3 separate regions of the Mus musculus genome follow, and regions 1 and 2 are each linked to region 3. Evidence: chromatin contacts called from public promoter capture Hi-C data. All regions are on one chromosome and are shown on one strand. The core of a region is the stretch at or near the end of the contact, and the rest is flanking DNA. Distances in the headings are between cores, read along the strand shown.

Region 1 (3,994 bases), core at 62-2,561, 400 kb after region 3:
GAAGCTTTTATTGATTTCACACTGTGGTCTTGGCTCTGGGGGATACAGAGATGAAGGAAGGCCAGGGAATCTACTCTCACCAGATAGAGCACACTAATTGCTTTAACTTTGTCAAGCATTTTTCAGTTTTCACAGGGCTCCCGGAGTTTATCGCTCTGCCCGTGGAAGGCGTGAGACGGGCCAGGCAGATAGAAATAGGCTGTGAGAGAGAAAAGGCTAAAGTTCAGGAAAACCTGGCAGAGGACAGATGGGACTGGAGTCCAGGCTTCTGTGGCCGGAGGGGACTTATTTTCCAGAGCCTCTCAGTAAGTGTGTATGCTCTGGGAAAGAGTAAGTCTTTAGAGTCTTGGTCTCCTCCAGGTTTTATTGGGGGTGGGGGAGGGCACAGCTAAAAGATCTTGGGTTAAAAGAGTTACAGCTTTTAACTTAAAAAATTTTGAAGGTTTTTATTTGGTGGTGATGGTGGAAGGAGGGTGATGTATGTGCCCTCATGTGCGTGTGTGCCCACGTGTGTGTGTGTGTGTGTGTGTGTGTGTGTGTGTGTGTGTGTGTGAGAGAGAGAGAGAGAGAGAGAGAGAGAGAGAGACAGGGAGTTGGGGTGGGGACATGGGCCACCAGGTTCATGTGTCCAATTTCCAGGAGTCACTTCAGTCCTAACATGTAGGGCACAGGGACTGAACTCAAGTCGTCTGGTTGATGACGAGCCCCTTTATCAGCCAAGTATCTCACCAGCCCTTAAAACAGAATTTGAAGTGGCTCAATCTGTGTTTCTTTAATCCTTTCCCAAGGAACACTACACTTCACCTCACTGTGATCATGCTGAGAAGCCAAGACAGCATTTCTCACAAGGAGGGAAGGACAGAAAGGCCCTCCTTAGAAACGGAAAGTGAAACTGGCCAACCAGTTCTCTGGCTTCAGCTGCCTGGAGGCTAGGAGTCAGGTTAGGGGGTCAGCTGAATGGAAAAGAAAAAGCCTTCCTGTGCCTTTCTGGAAGTTTCTCCACTGGGCTGTGGAGGCGCAAAAGGAACGGAGTTTCTAAGTTTGGTTTTACTCTCAAGGCCTGCCTTCGGCCTTCACTTGGCTGAGTAAAAATAAGCTACACACACAGCCTGCCCCAAACAAAGCCCATTTGTCTGTCCTTACACCAGTAAATCCAGACATCACCGTTTGTCTAGATTAGAATTGATTCTTGAATCAGGAAGCCGAGAAGAGGCTGTTAAAAGACCAGTTATTAATGGCCTCATTACAAGACTTCGCTGTGCCATTTAAACCAAATTTACATAAAGAGAGGAAGCACATTTATAAGTGTCGGAAACAGATGAAGAAAGAGGAAGCCTCTAGGCTGGGGCCTGGGGGGGCCGTGGTGCCTCTCGCTTTGTTAGCAACACTGGGGTTTCCTGAGCAATGAAGCAGGGGCCCTAAGCCCCCCCCCCCCCGCCAGCCCTTACCTCTTTGGTGGGGCATCATCCCAAGACCCTGGCAAGGACCTTAAGGGCAGGAGAGTTTTCCAGGGCCCTTTTGAGTTGTCTGTGGCTCACGAAGGCAACCCGAGAGATGCCGAGTCTGGGACAGAAACGGGCATTTATGAACCTGTTTAGAAAGGGGAAGGAGATTTCCCCTTCTTGCTACCCAGGCTTACACTAGGACTCGTCTGACTGTGGCTCAGCGTCAGTCCTCTCCACCTGTTGGGGTTCTGTTTTCTGAGCAGCACTGCCTCTTGCTTTTCTGTCAACCGGACCTGAGGTCCTGACTTTTCCACCAACAGCTCGGGACTAGCTTGAGCCCACAAGCCCCTGCCTCCCTTGGTTCATCAGCTAAATAAAAACAAGCAAAAAACCAAAAAACCAAAACGGTCACCTCTGTCGCAGGTGCCTGAGAACACTGAAAAGAACACACAAAAGTTCAGAGGCTCCACTGGGTAGGTAGAGAACTCTGGATAAACTCTCAGCTCTCTGATGAGGAGGGAGTAACTCTACCCTACTACACTGGAATGCTTTCTGAGGACTGGATTTGGGAGGTTGGAGGACCCTGGCCCCAACTCCGATGGGCAAAGGGCCCGGAGAGCCATAGGCATATCTATCCTCAGTGGACAGGGCCAGCACACGCTCTGGTTGTCATGGTAGCCTGGTGCTATTTTTGTTCAAGCTGAAGAGCAGGTAGGGCCAGGTGGAGAAGAGAAGAGCTGTTATACTTCGCTTGAAAAAGCAAACCAAAAACCATCCAAATCTAACACTTTGAACAGTTTCTGTAGACTGACGATGTGTAAAGGCCACAGAGCCCTGAGGTCCCATCTCCTCTTGGGTGACCCCTTGATTTTGTACCTTATGTACCTTGAAGAGAACCAAATGGATTACTTGGCAAGAGTAGCAAAAATATATAATCGCCTCTGTGCGCTGGAAAAGACCTGGGTCAGTTGTGCAGAGGATTACGGTTTGCCCAGTACTGCAAATACAGATGTGCTGTGTCCAGTACTGCAAATACAGATGTGCTGTGTCCAATACTGCAAATACAGATGTGCTGTGAAGCCAGACAGTCTCAGGATTCTGCAGCTGGAGCAGAACGCCCAGATGGTGAAGCAGGGTAGAATGGCAGGGGAGTCAACCAGGTTCCAAGAGCCAGGAACACTGTCAACCTGAAGACTGGAGAAAGAATGGATTCCTTCTTTCCTTCCTCTCTCCCTCCCTTCCCCCTTTCTTCCTCTCCTCTTATTCTTCATCCTTTCTCCTTTTCTTCCTCCTCCTCTTCTTCCTCTTCTTTCTCCTTGTCTCTATCCAGGGAGGTACATCGGCTGCCCTGACTATATTTAAAGCTGTAGTTGAGTCCCTAGGGTTCTACTCAGTAGTTTGACATCATGGGTATGAGAGGGGTGATGAAGATGAAGAATAGAATGATAAGTATCAACATAGTTAACTTACTCTCATACCAAAACATGATCCTCACTTCCTTCCTTCCCCGACTTTAATGCCACATTTAGTGGTAAGAGCCTGGCAGGCACCAGCCCCTTCCACCAAGTGTGAAAGTTTCTGACAACTGGAAGTAGCTGCTCACTCTTAGCCAGCTGTGTACATGGTTACTCTTTGGGGTAGTTCTGTAAGTGAAAGGGGTTGGTAGAATGGGAAATTGAATACCCATTAATCAAGGTGGGTGGGTGGGTAGGCTAAGAAAGTCCGGTGGGTGACAATGAAAATGGCAAGGTATCTCAGTGCTTGCCAGGAAGCTGCAGGGAAGAGACCGAAACTCTGTATTTGTAGAGTGTCACTGATGCCAGCCACTCTCCTCGTGCCTCAGCTAAGGTGAACAATTTCACTTGAGTCTATTCATTTAGGCACTGGGGTCTGAGCCAGCCTTGAGGGCTTTTGTGCTCTCCAAGGACACAACGGCCAGGATGCCACATTTCTAAGCTACCAGCAAATAACAATGAGGTGAAGGTAGTGTGAACTGGAGGACTCTATAGCCCTATTAAGAATAATTTTTCTAAGCAAGCTCAGACCGTGCTTGTAGGGTAGTTTCTCAGACATTGGTTAATTATAGCATCTTATTTGTTCCTGAAGCAGATCAGGCAGGATGTTGGCTTGGTAACACCGTTGGCCACCAGTTTGTGCTGTTGCATGCATTTGAAGGTAAAGTTTGCAGGAGTGTGATGGGGTGGTCAGCCACTCCCCTTCTCAGTTCTGACCAGACTGCAAGGGTGCTGGCACGTTCTCGTTACGCATCAGTAATGACAGCACTAGGGAGGCAGAGGCAAGAGGATCCATCGCTTTGGCCAGGCAAAGCTACAGAGGGAGACCCTATTTTAGAAAACCAAACCAACAAAACAAAATAAACAAATAAGAAAAACAAACCATGTAAACAAAATAAAGCCTTTAACTTTTTTTTAAAGCCACATAACATTGTATTTTGAATCTCTCTTGATGTTCAATATGGTGTCTTCAATATGGAGGCTTTCCTTTCCTCACAGCCTCCCGTGTGGAAGGCGCCCCAAACTGCTTCCTGC
Region 2 (3,929 bases), core at 150-2,649, 430 kb after region 3:
AGGCAGGCGGATTTCTGAATTCGAGGCCAGCCTGGTCTACAGAGTGAGTTCCAGGACAGCCAGGGCTACACAGAGAAACCCTGTCTCGGAAAAACCAAAAAAAAAAAAAAAAAAAGAATCTTGCCACTTGTATCCACTTGGTTGGGAATGACACAAATTCTGCTCTCTGGTCAGTAAGGTGCCTACAGTTCATAAATGTTTATTATATATTTATAGAGAACTAAAAGAAGTTCAGAGACTTTCAAGCAAAAACATGATAACTGTTTGAAGATATGGAATTGTTAACTAACCCGATCTTCACGGTAAACATACATCAAATTAGCATTGTGTGAGCCGAGAGTGGTGTAATTCCAGCCCTTGGGAGATGGGGCTGGAAGACCAGATGTTCAAGGTTATCTGCTGCATAATAAGTTCAAGGTCAGCCCAGGCTACGTGAAACCTAAAACCACAACCACCAAAGAAAAGACAAGATGGCTCAAGTGTTAAGAGCCCTTGTGGCTCTTTCAAAGGTTCTGTGTTCAGTTCTCAGCATTTATGTCACTCAGCTCACAACTTCCTGTAACTCCAGGTCTAGGAGATCTAATGTCCTCTTCTGGCCCTTGTGGCACTTATCCACACATCACACACACACACACACACACACACACACACACACACACACACACACGCATGCATACACACATGCCAGTAATAATAATGATAATAATAATAACAATAATAAATAAAAATAAACTTAAAAAATAAACCTTAGCAAATAAAAATAGAAGAGATGGCTCAGCTGTTAATAAGGCTTGCAACCAAGATAATAAAAATAAGTCTTAAAAAAGTTATCGCTATATGCCCCATAAGGATATATAAGCTATAGTGTCAATTTTTTTCCTAAGTTCAGTTCTTAATGCCATGAAAAAAATGTTTTTGTGGTACTGGAAATAAAATAATAAAATCAGTTTAATGCACATTAGGCAAGCTGTTTGCTAGTGAGCTGCATACCAAACCCCTTAGAAATTCTTAACATGTAAATAGAGTCTTCTATTTTGAAATTTTCTTTGCTGGGTATAGGATTTAATAACAAAAATAATAGAGAGCGTTCATCCAGCCCTTCGTATTTGCGGACACTGTGCTGTGCTCTGGGAAGGCTTCTCATGTGACACTCGCGACAGACCTACTGAGCTGTGCCGTCGCCACCACCATTTTATAGTCAGGAAAAGAGAAGCAGAATGGATTGAAATGAGCGGACCCGGGATAACGATGGGCAAAATTAATAGAAACACTTTTCATTTCCCTTTCTGCATGAGAATTTGACCTTTGTTTGACTTCCTGGCTTTGTTACCCTGGTAACCCGATAAGAGCCAAATGTCAACCATGTTTCTAGGCAACATTACCTAGGATGAGAATGACCCCTGATTGGTCACATATCTGGATGTGGGAGGAGCTGTACGCAGCTGTGAAAACCTGCTAAGGACCCGCGTTCTGAGTCTCTCTGGGGAGCGATGACTCTGGCGTGTTGGTTATGGGGGTCCTGGAAGCTGCACCTCTGGAGACGTGATAAGAAGTGTGCTTTTGTGGGTACAACCTTTCCCCAGGGTAGTTCCTGCCTCTGCCTGATGTAGTTCTCATTTCCTAGAACCATGACTGCCGAGTTCAGATATGCTTTCTTGCCTCTGAGACGCGGACCTGTGTCAAGCCAAGTCATCTTGTGGGTGTGAATGCTCTGGAGCAGCGGTTTCAACTTTTCTGACGCTGCAGCTCCTTAATGCAGTTCCTCATGTTGTGCCGACCCCCAACCATAAAATTATTTTATTGCTATTTTATAACTGTTATTTTGCTATGTTTGCAAATCATAATGTAAATATCTGATATGTAAGCTGTTTACTATGCAATAACCCCAAGGGGGTCGTGACCCACAGGTTGAGAACCAGGGTAGAAGCCCATAAAAGACTAGTTGGTATTGGGTTGCCGGTATGATGTCAGTTCAAGCAAAGGAAGGAAGGAGTGGAAGAATCAAGACAGGTTTATGCACTGTGATCTGATACCCAAACTTCCATTTGGCAAAGCCTAGTTTTTCTTCTTCCAATGTCAGACTCTTAAGGATTAATGAAAACACCATAAATATACTATATAGTATAAAGACTATAAAGTAAAACAAATTTGATTTTTTTATTCCTACCTCCATCATTCTATCTACATATGCCTGCTCTGCCACCCATCAGAAAGTGCTTATCTCGATAGCAAAGGAGGACAGAGTGGGCTCAGCAGAGGGTCCTCTCCGTGTGTCATGCTTGCTTGTTTTTGCTGCTGAAGTCACCTTTCTGCTCATTTATTCCTCTCCTTACAAGGAATTTTTTTTTTTTTTGGAGCTTGTGTTCTAGCTAGTGGTGAGCACCCAGCTTAGTGATGAGCAGTCAGCTTAGTGATGAGTACTCAGCTTAGTGGTGAGCACCCAGCTTAGTGGTGAGCACCCAGCTTAGTGGTGAGCACCCAGCTTAGTGGTGAGCACCCAGCTTAGTAGTGAGCACCCAGCTTAGTGGTGGGCACCCAGCTTAGTGATGAGCACCTAGCTTAGTGGTGAGCACTTTGCTATTATATGCAAGCCCCTGGGCTTGCTACTTGGCACTGGGAAGAAAATGCCCTTGTGCTATTTTTGTTTTTAAGAGAAAAACTGAAGAATACCGAAGTCCATGCATTTCTTGCCCCTCATTGTCTAACATTAGCATCTTGTTCAGGTTTCTCCATTTCCCACCATCCATCCTCTTTTCTTTCACAGTCACAACAGCTGTTGTGACCCACAGATTGTCCCTCTGTCCCTTCCAGTTAGGGCTGGTTCTCATGCTTTCTCAGTCCCAATTCTCTTGAAGAAGACCTTTGCTTGTTGATAACTTTGTAAACTCTCAATTTGGATGTGCCGTGTTTCCTATGATTGGACTGGGGTTATGGAATTATTATTATTTGAGAGATCCTATGTTAGCATAGACAGCATCATAATATTCATTCATTTATTTTAAATAGGCAGAAGAATTCCTTAAAATACAAAAAGAGATCAGTGGGCTAACTTTCTCCACTGCTTATCCTAGAAAACCACTGAGTCTTGCCTATATCTCCTTGCAACAATGTGTGATTGTATGTGTGTGTGTGTGTGTGTGTGTGTGTGTGTGTATACACATATGTATGTGTGGTGTGTGTGTGTATGATTCATATACTGTATATTTGTGAAAATATAAAAGTAAACTTTCACTTTGCCTCCTAAAGGTAACATAGTAATTAAAATATGATCGTGAATATTTGGATTCTTTTTTGTTATCTCTATACATAGGCCAGGCTAACCTTAAACTCACAGAGCTCTGCCTGCCTCTGCTGGAATTAAGGTCTCTGATTCATTTGATCTATCAGGAACTTTAGTAAAACACACACACACACACACACACACACACACACACACACACAAACACATACACACGCGAGTTAAAAGGCTAAGTATTGTGATCCTGGGTACAGTCCTCTGCTGGCTGGCTGGAGCCAGTCATTCTTGCTCCTTCCTCAAAGGTAACCACTGTCAGGAATTCGACAGCACTTTTGTGCTGTCTGCACATTTATTAATTCATAGGTAGCTTGTAGCACTGTGCTATAGCTCTCCAAGTCTGTGTAGCTATTACTATATGTATTCACTTGTATCTAACTTCAGCACTTACTATGTGTTGGAAATATAAGTTTGTTGGTAGATGTATCTCTAGGACATTCTCTCTTTTTTTAGCTGCTACATAATCTTTCATTGTTTGAACAAATCATAATTTGTTTGTTCTCTATTTTTTCTGTACCCATTTTTTGATGTAATAAGCCATACTGTAGTGTGTCATTTTGAACCATATATTTTAAACCTATTCTTTTCATCACAAATGAACATATTTGTGTCTTTGGAGGCCCGTATTCCAAGG
Region 3 (3,979 bases), core at 1,202-3,701:
ATGAGCTGTGTTCATTCATGGTAAGCTGCCTCTAGGAGCGAGGAGCCCGCCAGGCTCTGAGGTGGAGGAACTGGGGATGGGAGCCAACTTGGGGAGCTGCCTGGCTACTGGGGCAGGGCCTCCCATGATGGGCTGGCTGGGGAGTCTTTGTCCTGGGTCTGAGTTGCCCTCCTTCCTCCCCTCCCTTCAAAGGAGAGGCCAGGCCTTGCCAGGCGTTGACAACTTGGCTTAGGGCCTGCTTGGAACTCACTGGCCAGGCGAATCTGGAAGCTTCTAGTGTAGAGCCTAGCTCTCGAGAGCCATGAGCAAGGTTGATCTTGCACCCCCGCCCGCCTCCTCTCACCCCTCCCCGTCCCCGTTCTCCCTGCCACTCCGAGGACTCCAGGGCATGTCGCCCAGTTAATCAACACTCTCCCCTTCCCCACATGGGTCCTGGCTTCTAAGAGCCTCTGAGATTACGGGGTTGGGAGAGAGGAACACCTCTGGAGCAGAAGGTTGGAGGCGTACATAGTTTGGGCACTGTCTGTGATGGGCCTACTAAGTGCCAAATGCTGGGGTTGGTGCCAGAGGAGGAAGTGAGGGACGCAAAGGGGTGGCACTTTGCTAGTGGGGTGTCAGGGAAGGAACACCAGTGTGAACAGCTTCAACTATTGAGGAATAGACAATTACGACACTAAAGTGTGAGGATTTCCTAGTGCTGGGGGATGGGAGGGGGAGGGGGGGAAAAGTCCTTAGAGGACAGGCTGGCTTTCTGGGAAAAGAGGCAAGTGGCCCTTTTATATTTAGATCCCAGTGATAGAAGCTCTTGATATCACACTGTAAGGACTGGCAGAGAAAGCTCCCTCCCCAAGTTACCAAATTTGTCTTCAAGAGATAGAGCTGGGATGTAGAGACTGTGCTCTGATCAGAAGTGTGGTCCAGGGCTTGTCTTGAATGGAGTCAGACATTCAAGTGTGCCATGCTGACCACAGGGCCTTATGCAGTATATGGTAAAGTAACTGGAAGAGTCTGATCCAGAGGGAAAACAACCAAGCATCCAATGGTTCCAGGTGAGTCCCACGCCTCTAATCGTGTGGTGACTTCAGTATCTCACCACTGTGACAAACTGCCGTCATTGCTGGGCTTAGGTTCTGCTCCCCCCTCCCCCCAAGAAGGGGGACCCTGCAGTAGCTCCACTAGGGGGGCTTTTGACTCTTGACCATCTGAGCTACTTCTGATGCCCAGTTGTTATCTGCACATAGGGCCCTGACTCCCGGAGCTCAGCTCAACACGAACTCCAAAGCTTGCGTGGAGTTTCCAACAGAGGAATGCTCGACAGAGCCATCTTTATCGGGGGGGGGGGGGGGGGGGGGGAAGTCCTTCTCTTTGAGTGCAAAGCTTTGGAAGGGATGCACATGGTGTGGAATAGGAGGAAGGGGACACCCACAGTGACACTCAGATCACCAGATCAACCCTGTTGATCAATGGGATGACAGATGTCTCAGCCAGATCTCCCTCACATCCGGAGCTCAGCTCTTTAGAGACCCAGAGAGCCACAGCTGTCCGTTTTGGGGGAGGTGCTTTCTTTTCTGGGGTTGGAGGGAATTCTGTCCCTCACTGGATTTCCTATTCACACCCACATCCCCAACTCTGTCAGAATAAGAAAATTCCTTGCCCATGGGGCTGTGAGGCCCGAGGTCCTATTCAGGTACCAGTTGACTGGGTGGTGTTTTTTTCTTCTAAACAGGTTCTGTGTTCTCTCCACTCTGGCCTTTTGAGAGGACCAAATATTCCTTTTCTTCTGTTTCCACCTGCCAGATGTGGAGAGGCTAGTTGCTGGATTTCCAAGGTGGCTTCCTATTGGTATACCAGTAGAGAGGCTTGTGTAGAAAACACCTCCCCTCCGGACTTACAAAGTCCTGTCAGGACTCCTGTCATCCCAGCTGGCTGGCTTCTGTTCCCGGAAGAGGTTGGGTTCTGCCTTTAGGGAGAGTATGTGTTGAGGGAGAAGACTAACCTGGCCTGAGGCTTTTATATTCTCTCAAGTCTCTTCCCTCAAGGTCCCAGGCTGGGCAAGGAAAGACAGCTTGGAGAGGCCATCTGGTACAAGAAGCCTCACCAACAGTTGACAAAGGAAGTTGGTGGGGCCCGGTGACCTCTTCAGCCATTGGGGAAGTCTGTGGTCCCAGGGAAGGGAAGGTGTAGGGAAAAAAAATCTTTTTGCTCCTCTGCCCTAGTAGCTGAGGGTACTGAAGTGACTGGTCTAAATGTACACATCATTGCAGTGTGTGTGTGTGTGTGTGTGTGTGTGTGTGTAGCTTACAGAGCAGGTCCAGTCTGTAAGCCCCCTTCCCCGGGCCCCCGCAGCCCTTGGCGCCTGGGAGGTTGCACCTTTGAAACTGTATGCCAGCGGCTGGACCTCTGTAGCAGCAGAGAAGTGGTGGGGAGGAGGCGGGCGGTGGTCCGTGCTTGGGGGGGAGGGCGGGAAGGAGTCTGGCCCTGGAAGTGTGCTTTTCGATTGATGGATGACTGCCGGGTGTGAGCGAGCGTGCGGGTGTGAGTGTGTATGTGTGTGTGTGTGTGTGCGCGCGCGCGCGAGGTGTGTGTGTGTGCGCGCGCGCGGGGCCTGCCCATTTTCCTCCTCACAGCAGTCAGTTGGGAGCTGGAGGGAGAGGGAGACGCCGGCAGCGAGCACTGGGAGAGGAGCTGAGCGCCCTCCGCTTAAGACGCCTTTCCTGGGTCTACGCACAGACGCTGTCGCTGGGAGCATCTAGGTACCACTCGATCCGCAAGGGCGCATCGCACGATTCCACCGGCTCTTCGGTCCTTCGGTGGGGATAGCACCTGGAGCTAGCCCCGGACGGGGATGGTCAGCGGCTGCGGCCGTCTGGCACGCGAACGGGACACGGCGAAGGCACCATGGCGCTAACGCCCCAGCGCGGGTCCTCTTCGGGGTTGAGCCGACCGGAGCTGTGGCTGCTGCTGTGGGCAGCCGCGTGGCGCCTGGGGGCCACGGCGTGCCCCGCCCTCTGCACCTGCACCGGCACTACGGTGGACTGCCACGGCACGGGTTTGCAGGCCATCCCCAAGAACATCCCACGGAACACCGAGCGCCTGTGAGTACGGATCCGCCCGTCCACTGGGAGTCCCTCCACCCCCTCGACCCCTGGTTGCTCTCCCACCCTGACGGATCAGAGGGACCGGAATCGGGTGGGGGGCGCTAGACCGTTGGGCTCCGTCGCCAGTAGAGGAGTCAGTGCCTTGGTAGGTTTTTAGGAAACCAGAAACCAGGAGCGCATTTGCAGGTGCCAGATTCAAAGGGCCCTGGAAGCATCCTCAGCCCTTCCTCACACCTGCCCCTTGCGATCTCTGCTCTCCGCTGTGACAGGTCCTTCCCACTGTACAGCACTTTATTCCTCTAGGGTACCTGGAGCCTTCCTGGCACCTAGGAGAACAGCTTCCCACAGACTCCAGGCACGGTGTCTCCTTTTGGACACATGGGGTTTGCTGGGTTCTGAGTGGGCAGGTGGATTTGGGCTCTGAGGGCTCGCTGCCACGGACCAGAAGTTTCTGAGCACCTATTCTACCCATTGTTTGGTCCCAGAGCCTGGATAAGTCTTCCCTTGAAGGTGTAAGCAACCTACCCTCTCCTTCAGTCTTCATCCTGAGCCCAGGCAGACAGACAATGGGACCCGAGGGCCTTTGGTTTGGGTTTTGGGGAATATGACATCGGAACCCTTACAGGGTGAGAGGAGTCCTGGACTGCGAGCTCAGGGATGATACTAGAGGCCAGGAGCTCGGACTGGGACATAAGGTTGGAGACATTGACAGTGACAAGTCATAAAAACCACCCTTCCTTCCCTCTTGTTCTCTTGTACTTCTGGATTTTGAGGTAACTCCACCCTTTCCAGACCTGCCTCATGAGCACGGTGGAGCGTGTGTGATACATTTTCTCTTTTCCTGCCAAATGTGGTCGGTGTGAAATTCCGGCACCTAAGGA

What was found. Promoter capture Hi-C pulls out the DNA fragments that hold promoters and counts their contacts.
Region 1: a contact with region 3 is called in a promoter capture Hi-C map of pre-B cells, with 3 times the contacts expected there. The contact joins the enhancer-like site here to the promoter of Slit1 in region 3. A contact is called at or near these places in 6 of 39 promoter capture datasets (embryonic stem cells, pre-B cells and stem cell-derived epiblast-like cells), 1 of 15 datasets of contacts at CTCF or cohesin (the NIH/3T3 cell line), 1 of 115 datasets of contacts at active chromatin or transcription factors (astrocytes) and 1 of 9 other capture datasets (embryonic stem cells).
Region 2: a contact with region 3 is called in a promoter capture Hi-C map of hippocampal neurons, with 5 times the contacts expected there. The contact joins the enhancer-like site here to the promoter of Slit1 in region 3. A contact is called at or near these places in 9 of 39 promoter capture datasets (the 3T3-L1 cell line, embryonic stem cells, hippocampal neurons and 2 more), 11 of 484 Hi-C or Micro-C datasets (the C2C12 cell line, CD4 T cells, cerebellum and 3 more) and 7 of 115 datasets of contacts at active chromatin or transcription factors (astrocytes, embryonic basal ganglia, embryonic forebrain and 3 more).

Annotation. Positions count from the first base shown.
Region 1 is chr19:41,342,503-41,346,496 of GRCm38.p6, reverse strand. The region is part of intron 2 of Pik3ap1 (phosphoinositide-3-kinase adaptor protein 1); the gene reads left to right. Among named protein-coding and RNA genes, the nearest start is that of Pik3ap1, 41 kb to the left of the region's middle. Within about 2 kb of position 1,311, at least 159 of the 459 cell types and tissues checked have an H3K27ac peak or open chromatin away from gene starts, as enhancers often do. A contact at or near this core is called in astrocytes and pre-B cells, where this site is marked.
Region 2 is chr19:41,308,756-41,312,684 of GRCm38.p6, reverse strand. All of the region lies in intron 8 of Pik3ap1 (phosphoinositide-3-kinase adaptor protein 1), which reads left to right. Among named protein-coding and RNA genes, the nearest start is that of Gm52406, 28 kb to the right of the region's middle. Within about 2 kb of position 1,399, at least 81 of the 459 cell types and tissues checked have an H3K27ac peak or open chromatin away from gene starts, as enhancers often do. A contact at or near this core is called in forebrain and hippocampal neurons, where this site is marked.
Region 3 is chr19:41,742,328-41,746,306 of GRCm38.p6, reverse strand. Slit1 (slit guidance ligand 1) reads left to right here and starts at 2,451. Exons shown (of 37, transcript NM_015748.3): 1 at 2,451-3,095. The coding sequence starts at 2,899.